Linked DNA regions of Mus musculus: region 2 is linked to region 1. Evidence: chromatin contacts called from public HiChIP or PLAC-seq data. All regions are on one chromosome and are shown on one strand. The core of a region is the stretch at or near the end of the contact, and the rest is flanking DNA. Distances in the headings are between cores, read along the strand shown. Region 1 holds the start of Golt1b (golgi transport 1B). Region 2 overlaps Gys2 (glycogen synthase 2).

Region 1 (4,600 bases), core at 1,286-3,785:
ACACTTCCCAAGTCTCCACTACTATCAGCTAAAATTGTTATGGTGCAAACTGAGTATGCGGAGGAGTGGAACCTTTCCAGTGTCCCTGCCCCGTAGACTATGAAGTCGTCCTAACCATTCCTCTGCCTTCCTTTGTTCCTGGAGAGCATCGTTTTCAAAACGATTCCATTCGCCTTGCCTCCTGATGGCAATATACCTTTCTCCACTCTTTGTATTTTGGTTTTTGTTTTTTTTTTTGTTGTTGGTGGTGGTGGTGGTGGTTTTTTTTGTTTGTTTGTTTGTTTTGTTTTTTTGAGACAGGGTTTCTCTGTGTAGCCCTGGATGTCCTGGAACTCACTTTGTAGACCAGGCTGGCCTCGAACTCAGAAATCCGCCTGCCTCTGCCTCCCAAGTGCTGGGATTAAACCACACCACACCCGGCTACCTTTCTCCACTATCTTAAGTCTTAGCTCTGCTTGCTTTGCCTTTTGGCTTTAGCATGTTCATCTATACAGGGTCATGAGTTTAATCTCTAGCACCACAAAACAGAAACTAAACAAAACCAGTACTATCAATAATGCTCAGTCAATCTGTCACTATTATATACAAAAAAGTTACAAAGCAATATAGTTTTTAAAAAATCTTACAGATGTTGGTGCCAAATAGAATGTCAACAATACTTACCAAATATCCTACTGTTTTAAAGTGATAAAGCCAAAAGGCCGAATATTAAATAGTTCTGCCACTAGGCCCATGTGTACCTTAGCAATATGACATACTGTTCCTCTGTGGCTTTCTCTCTGACTTAAAAACTGGGGTGGCTGCCTCCCAGGTACTGAAACTAAAAGCATGCACAGCCATGCCTGGCAGGACTCACCTTACAAATAAGGATAGATTTTTTTCAAAAGTAAATAAATGAATGGATAAACAAATAAATAAACTACTTGGCAGTATACTGCACAGTTGCTTTAGAGAGTTACAGTTAAATGCCTACTTAAAAGAAATTAATATTCTAAGTAAATAATTTCCAGAGCCTCCTCTCTTCTGCGGGAGCTTACTCCATTTCTCTATAAAATTTGCTCACTTGCAGAGGGGGGGTGAGGTACACACTAGTACTCTTTTGGCTTAAAAGAATCTGGGACAGTTACAAGTGGAAGGAAACATGACTTATATTAAAATTTAAAGATTAAAACTTGGCCTGAACATTTAACTCCCCAAACTGTTATGTTTGCTCAATGACAATCTGTTACCATTACATAAAAACAAAATTAGAAAGCATGTTATATTTTGCTTAATTTTGTATTTTTAGTAATTATTTGGGTAGACGTGTAACCTGCCCAAAATTCCCTTGGAAGAACTTAGGTTTTCTGCCTATTTAAGTTTCAACAGTTTGCTAATTTTAAAGTCATTCGTACTCAGAACACAGGCTTTTTTTTGGGGTGGTGTTTTAGTTTTCTGTGTTAGGGGCCAAGGACCTCATTGTGTTCATGAACTGTTGTGAACAACTTTTTTGCTCAATCAATGACAATCTGTCACCATTACATAAAAGCAAAAAACAAACGTTTGAAAGTGTGTTATATATTGCTTAATTTTATATTTGCTAAACCTAAGAGTGCTCTCCAAAGACAGATTCTGCACCCGCCTATTCTCACTTGAACTGTTTCCTTTATCGAATTTGTACCCTTCCTGTGCATGGCTGTTAAGACAGATAAGCCCTGATTAAAGAGTAAGGACAAAACTAACGGACATTTAAGGATGGGTTTAAATCAAGACTCCTCCTTCCTCACGTATGAGAACATCTCCTTATCACTTCCTAGACTGATACTATTCTGCCCATGGACTCTAAGGTCCTGTATCATGGCAGAGCCTGAATCTCTTCACTTTTGTAAACAGCCTAGAAAAAAAAAAATGCCTTTTCCGGAACCTAAAAACAGGCGCTTTCTCTTCGCTTAGGAGAGATTCGGTCTAAGTTCATTTCCTGCCACTACTTCAAATATATATATATTTTTGGACTTTGCTGCCAATAACCTACCCCTTGCCTAAATTAGGCAACTTCACAGCAAAACATAGCGTAGCACGAAATATATCCAAGAACTAAGTTACAAAGAGGTCTGTCAGTCAAAAAACGTGAACCAGGTCCACTGTCATCAGTGCGGAAGGAAAACGCACGCTAACCCTGAGCGCATCCCTCCACCCCGCCGGCTCCACAGACGAGGCAGAAGCGCAAGCTGCGGCGACCAGGGCTCCTGAAAGCGATGGCAGAGACGACGCCCAGCTCCTATCCGCCCAGCAGACAGCCGCGGACCCACGCGCCGGAACCGGCACCACCACGAACCTGTCAGCCGCTCCGCGCGTAAAAACCTTCCCGCCGCCCGGCATGCAGCGCCCACCCTTCCGGATCAGCCCCCTCCACCAATCACAAGCCATTGCCTTCTCTGATTGGCTGCGTGGTGCGGCGTCCGGGTGCACATCCGAACAAGAGCGCGTGCTATTGGTCTCGCTGCAGCCAATGGAGCGCGGCCTTGCGGCCCGGCGGCGGCGGCTGCGTGTTTCCGGAAGACGTGGCGGCTCGGGCCCGGGCGGCGTCGCCGAGGCTCTTCTCCGGACCAGGCTTCGCAGCGTGGGCCCCGAAGCACCGCGGTCCTCGCCGCCGCCACCATGATCTCCCTCACGGATACGCAGAGTAAGCGCTGCCGGGCCCCAGCGTTGGCCGGTGCTCCCGCCTCAGCCTCTGCTCCGCCCCGCAATGAATGGAGCGAGCGCGCGTGGGGCGGCGGCCCGCGGGAGGGAGGGGGCCGTGACGGGAGGACCGCCGACCTGCCTCGGCCCAAGTGCCGCCGCCGCCTTCGCCCCGGTGGCACCCGTGCTCTGTCCCACGGAACAGCCGTCGGACCAAGTTTCCGGGGTGGCGGGAATGGGACTGTCCGCCCGCGCGGAGCGCCTGCAAGGCTGGGGTGGGCTGGGGGCGTAGAGAGCCGTGATCAGACTCCACTGTTACCTACCTACCCAAAATTCCCTTAACAAGGACTTCGGTTTTCCGCTCGTTTAAGTTTCAACCAAGTTTACTAATGTTAAAAAGTCACTTTGTGCTCTGAGCATTGACTTCGATGGTTTAGATTTCTGGGTTAGGAGCCAGGATCACACTGTAGGTTAACGAGGCTGGCCTTGCGCTCATTGTGTCAGTGCTAGCCTTCCCACTTGTAATCCTGCCCCGGTCTCTAAAGTTATGAGATTACAAGCATGAAGGACTCTGCCTGTCTGTACTGGGAAAGGATTTCTTTATTAGTGTTGTATTCTGTACTTCGTGGCGTGTTCTATTTTAGCATCCTGTTTCTGCCTATCTCATCATTCTGACCAGCTTTGCAGTCTTCAGTCTTGCCTTTTTTTTTTTTTTTGTAGCCCCAGAGATTAGAGCATCTCAGCCAAATGTTTCTGCAGACTAGCAGAGCGTTATCCCTATCTCCATCGTTTTCTCTGTGACTTCATTTTTCTATGTTTTCTTATCAATCTTAATTATTTTTCTATTTATAAATTCTACCCAAGCTGGTTACTTTTTAAAGATATCTTTATGGGTATGACCTCTTTTTGCCTCACTTTTGCTCATTACCATGAACTTTGTTTCTTCAAACTATATTCACCTTAGCTTTTCAAGATTCTAACATCCCACTGAAGTGAAACAAAAACCTTCCTTGAAGTTATTCTCAAGTGGAGTTTGAAGATTTAGATTCAAGTTGTGGCACACTGGAGTGTCACAGGTGCTTTATGAGTCCCTCCACACCCTGGCAGTCCCCTCTGTCTTACTGTGGACTGCACAGCTACCTTCTCTAGCCCAGGGGTGTTGTCTATTGGTCCAGTCAGGCTCCTTTGGTTCTAGTCAGAAATAAAAGTGTCCCTTTTTTCCCTACTGTCACTAAGTCTTGTGAACCTGTTTCAGTTTAGTGCAACATGTAGTTATATAGACAAGAGTGATCTTAATTGCTTGTTTAAATGAGTTTTTTTAACATGCATGTGGGGACCAGAGTCACAGGATCCTCCTGGAGCTATAGTTACAGACGGTTTTTAGCTGCCTGGTGTGGGTGCTGGAAACCAACTTGGATCCAGAAGAGCAGCTTTTCTTACTTACACGTTTAATTCTTACACAAGCATGGGAAGGCATGGACCATTTATGAATTGGGACGTGTAAGACATTGAGTTACACACAAAGGCAGAAACAGCCATGGTCCTGGGATTTCTGGTTCACAAGCCTTTGCTCTTGTTACTGTAGTACTAGCTAGCTTCTGAGGAGACTTGATGTCAACATTCACATCTTGGGATGGTACAAGTCTGTGGTGTATAAATTACCCTGTGCACAGGGCAGAGAATGTCACTCTCCAACAAAAGTAACACAGTGAGGGATTGAATTCTGGGCAGAAGAAGCTGTTCTCCCCTTGTTTTACCACATTTCTTGGGATGGTGAAATTCTGTGATGTTCACTTGTTGATTTCTGAGGTGAGATGGTGAGTTATAGCCAGTGGTTAGGGAACCAGAGCTGGTCAAATTCAGATTAGATCTGTGTCTGTGTTGACTTCGAGGTTGAACCACTAGCAGCCCAGAAAGGTGCCAGCATGAGTCATGGCTTTCA
Region 2 (4,600 bases), core at 897-3,396, 69 kb after region 1:
ACACTGTACCATCACCCATCACAGAACTTGAGGCCCTCCCTCCCTCCCTCCCTCCCTCCCTCCCTCCCTCCCTCCCTCCCCCCTCCCTTCCTCCCTCCCTTCTCTCTCTCTCTCTCTCTCTCTCTCTCTCTCTCTCTCTCTCTCTCTTTCTTTCTTTCCTGACAGGGCTTCTCTGTATAGCCCTGCCTGTCCATCCTGGAACTCACTCCTCTGACCAGGCTGACCTTGAACTCAGAGACTCAGCTTCTTGTGCTTCCCCAGTGCTAGGATTCAAGGTGTGCACCACCACAGCTTATATTTGGTTTCTAATAAGTGATGCATGGCTCACCGTTTGCTGGACTTTGCTGTACCTACCTTTCAGCAAATTCCCATCAGGGAAAGGACTATTAAAATAACTTTCTGACATATAACATGCATAGTGTGAAGTTAGGACAAGTACTTTTAAAGCATAGACAAGGATGCATGCGAGTGACATACGACTCCAATATGTAACTTGAGTGGCAGAGTCAGTTCCAGAACGATGTTGTCATTTTAAATGTTTTGTCGCATCTGAGCACAGCTCAGATATCTGCTTCTAGGAGTCTGCTTTCTCTTCCATGATGTCGGTTCTTGCCATGGAAATCAGACTGGGTAGCAGACACCTTTACTGGCTGATCCATTTCACCTGCCCAAGGTGATGTCAAAATCAAATGCCCTGGAAGCCAGTTCTTCACGCCTCACAGCAGAAAGACCTTCTCCTAGAACCCTGTGCCACAGCTCAGAGCTTCCTTACCCTCAGGAGGAAATTAAGCCTGGATAAGGACTCCAGGAAGATGTCTGCTCCTTTGTTTGAGAATTCATATCTCCCAGCAATGAAGAGGAATAAAGTCTTCTCAAGATCAAAGTCCAGATGACTGAAACAAAACAAAGTGACTTCTGATAAAACACAACAACAACAACAAAATCTGCAGGAGCAAGAGACATCTGTGATAATGCTTGAAACCATCTTGAAAAATGTGTGTGCATGTGTGTCTGTGTGTGTCTGTGTATGTGTGTCTGTGTCTGTGTGTGTGTCTGTGTGTGTCTCTTTGTGTGTGTGTCTATGTGTGTGTCTCTGTATGTGTGTCTGTATGTGTCTGTGTTTGTGTGTGTCTGTGTGTGTGTCTCTGTATGTGTGTCTGTGTGTGTTTGTGTGTGTGTCTGTGTGTGTTTGTGTGTGTGTTTGTGTGTGTGTCTCTGTATGTGTGTCTATGTGTGTGTCTGTGTTTGTCTGTGTATGTCTGTGTGTGTGTCTCTTTATGTGTGTGTGTGTGCCTGTGTGTACACTCCCTTGGAGGTCAGAAGAGTTCATCAGAACCACCCCTCTCTCCAGGCTAGACTTACACGTGGTTGTGAGCCACCTGATGTGGGTGCTTGGGACCTCACAAGGGGAGCGTGTGTTCCTCGCACCTGAGCCACCTCAGTAGCCGTGGTGCTTTTATTTCTGATTAAAGGAAAACATACCCATAGAAATGACCTCGAACGAAATCCTGTATCCTGGCCTTGTACATGGCGTGGAGATTTTGAAATTCATGCACTGCAGAAAACTTCTTAACATTCAAACCATTTGGAGTCACTACATCTGGAAAAGCAAAATAAAACCATGGCAACTCTTTCCTGAGTAGGAATGCACTCCCTCTGTCACCTTTAATACCAGGAGTGGTAATAAACAAAATAATTAATAAATAAATAAGATTTAAAAACCCTGAATTTGGTAGTTTCTTTAAAAGGCAATTTTCAGTTAGTGTGGGAGGGCAAACACAGGCAGTGTGTGGGTGACATGAAGTAGCAGCTGTGGTTTGCTTTTTTAAGGCAGAGAGAGACAGAGAGAGAGACAGAGAGATAGAGAGAGAGACAGAGGGGCGAGGGGAGAGGGAGAGAGGTAGAGCCAAAGCGCGTGCACAATCTCAAAGAGGGGCCCTGTGGACAGAGAGATCAACAGAGAAATGAGGTCATTGGTAGCCAGGGAGCGTGAGAATGAGTCGGCGTTGGTTGGCTTCTGTCAGTTTACTAGCATATCTGAGAAGAGAGAATCACAGTTGAGAAAAATCCCTCTGTAAGATGGTCTGTAGGCAACTCTGAGGTGCAGTTCCTTGAACAGTGATTGCTGTGGGAAGGCCCAGCCCATTGTGGGTGTGGCCACCTATGGGCGGTCAGGGTGGTATAAGAAAGCAGGCTAAGTGAACCAGGAGGAACTGGCTGGTAAGCAGCATTTCTCCATAACCTCTGCTTCAGTTCCTGCTTTGAGTTCCTGCCCTGACTTCCCTGAGTGATGGGCTGTGAGTGATCAGGATGTGTGAGCTGAAACAAACCCTTTCCTCTCCAAGTTGCTTCGGTTCTGGTGTTCATGACAGCAGACAGTCCGAGACAACTCCAAATCCAAGGGGAAACTGGGAAAGAAAAAGAACCCAGCCCGGCCCATTGTGCTGCCACTGTTCTCTCCTTGGGCTCTTATTTTCCACTTGTATTTGCTTTATTCGACAAAGCTTATTTATTTCTTGAAGACCCCACCTCTAGACACCCAAGTGGTCTCTGACAACTAGGAAACCGCAGGTGAGAGCACAGCAATTAAGCAAGGGTGCTGCATGTGTTAGGGTGGCAAACCCAGCCTCTGTCATTACCAGGCTTCCTCTTCAGCATGTGCTCTGCCTCGATGGCTGTGATTTCTGACACTGTGGTGAACACGTGCGCACAGTGCACGGATGCCCGCTCCATGCAGTAGCGGTGGTATATCTGCCTCTCCCCGGCCTCTTTGTCAATGTCGAACTGTTGAAGACAAACACACGTTCCTTACAGGACCCCCTCCACATGCCAAGGTTTTCCTCAGAGCTGATTGAAGTTGTAAAGACCCCATTAAAGGACTAGTGGATATTAAGCCACTGGCTAGAGTATAAAATTGGTATTTTTAACAGCACTGTTCACTTCAAGTCTGAGAAACGGCTATTTCATCACCTATAAAAATTTGATATTTGTTACATGTTTTCTTACCCCACAGTTCATAAGTGTAGGGATAATTCTAACCTCCAAGGATTTCTTTCTACATTTCCCATAAACAGTGAAGCAGAAAATAAAATTTAAAAAGGTTATTAAAACAAACGTGGGGCTGAATAATGACTGTAGTTAAGAGCACTGTCTGGTCTTGCACACAAGTTTGATTCCTAGCACCCAATGGCAGCTCACAACCATCTGTAACTCCATTTCCAGAAGACCAATGTCCTCAGAAGCCACCAGGCACACACGTGGTACACAGACACACATGCAGGCAAAACACCTACATACATAAAATTAAATTAAACATTAATAAAAATAAAACGAATCTGACAATAATCTTGACCCTGAAAGTTTGGAAATTTATTATCCTACTTAATCTTCTGAGAGAGAAAAAGTTGAGTATTTCTTTTTCCTTGGTTACATACTCCTTCTAAGTTAATTTCAAAGAAGTGTATGCTCATGCTAAATAGCAAATATGTCAGATGGTGGGCTCACCTGTCCTTTTGGGTTGGGTTGGTTTTGGCTTTGGTTTGCTTGTTTGTCTGTTTTTCAAAGCAGGGTTTCTCTGTAGCACTGTAGGCTGTCCTGGAACTCACTTCGTAGACCAGGCTGGCCCCCAACTCAGAGAGAATTGAATACCTCTGCCTCCCTACTGCTGGGTTTAAAAGCATGTGCCACCGCTGCTTGACTTGGTATCATCTTTTACTATATTTTTATGAGATTTCATAGTGCCCTCTAGATATTTTTAGCTAACAAACAACACACAAAACCCCAGAAACCAAGTCCTCAATAAGCCTTCTTTAAACTTTACTCAACCAGTGTCACATCTCACAAGGCTTCCGGTGACACCGGCAGTGTCTAAGGGAAAATAAGACTCATGTGTATCCAGAGCCACGGGATGTCTTCAGCAGTGTTCAGCGCTGCTGTTCACCCCGTGTTTCATCCTCAGGAAATTCGCTCATTTCACAGAAGGGGTAATAGAACCTTCCAGACCTCAGGAAACTTGCCCAACGTCACATTTACACTAGATGTCTTATTTGAGGTGCATAATCTGATATATTTAAATATTGCCTAAATCTATGTCTGGTGTGAGCACAGGATCCCTTGCTGTAAAAAATGCTTATGAATTTAACTCAAAACCTGATTTTTGGCTACTTGTTACCCGCAGTGGCTGGCTGAACAGTTCACGAGAATAATGGGCTTGAATTTCATATCACATATCTGAATATACTTGAGATATGTAACCATCATTAGAGGCATACAGATGTAGTTATTTCCTTCAACCAAAGGGTTTGTTGTAACTATAATGTGTCTGTCCCTAAATAAAACTACTCATTACACATTATTAGTTTTTTGGTTTTTTTTTATTGGCTGCGTGTCTATAAGACCACGCAGCAGTGCAGAGTGAAGGATCCTGTTGTCGGGCTAAGCTCCAAGTCTGACCTTCGCAGGACACGCTGCACTGCTCAGTGCCCATCAGAGAGAGCTGCTTTGCCCTCATTAGCTGGCTGTTACCATGCATGGTTTGCAGGTCTGCTCAGTCTCCTGCCTTTCTAAATAAATCCCTGTTGACTTTATGTAAAGCCTAGAT

The links. HiChIP or PLAC-seq counts read pairs in DNA pulled down with a chosen protein or histone mark.
Region 2: a contact with region 1 is called in an H3K4me3 HiChIP or PLAC-seq map of the SCID.adh cell line, with 18 read pairs. The contact joins the enhancer-like site here to the promoter of Golt1b in region 1. A contact is called at or near these places in 2 of 39 promoter capture datasets (embryonic stem cells and macrophages), 5 of 484 Hi-C or Micro-C datasets (Th2 cells, brown adipocytes, double positive thymocytes and 1 more) and 8 of 115 datasets of contacts at active chromatin or transcription factors (the NIH/3T3 cell line, the SCID.adh cell line, T-cell acute lymphoblastic leukemia and 4 more).

Annotation. Positions count from the first base shown.
Region 1 is chr6:142,384,708-142,389,307 of GRCm38.p6, forward strand. It overlaps Golt1b (golgi transport 1B), which reads left to right and starts at 2,536. Exons shown (of 5, transcript NM_025872.4): 1 at 2,536-2,662. The coding sequence starts at 2,638. Recql (RecQ protein-like) reads right to left here and starts at 2,380. Exons shown (of 15, transcript NM_023042.3): 1 at 2,315-2,380.
Region 2 is chr6:142,453,650-142,458,249 of GRCm38.p6, forward strand. Gys2 (glycogen synthase 2) reads right to left here. Exons shown (of 17, transcript NM_145572.2): 5 at 2,640-2,784; 6 at 1,483-1,600; 7 at 773-893. Among named protein-coding and RNA genes, the nearest start is that of Gys2, 17 kb to the right of the region's middle. Within about 2 kb of position 2,147, at least 11 of the 459 cell types and tissues checked have an H3K27ac peak or open chromatin away from gene starts, as enhancers often do. A contact at or near this core is called in the SCID.adh cell line and Th2 cells, where this site is marked.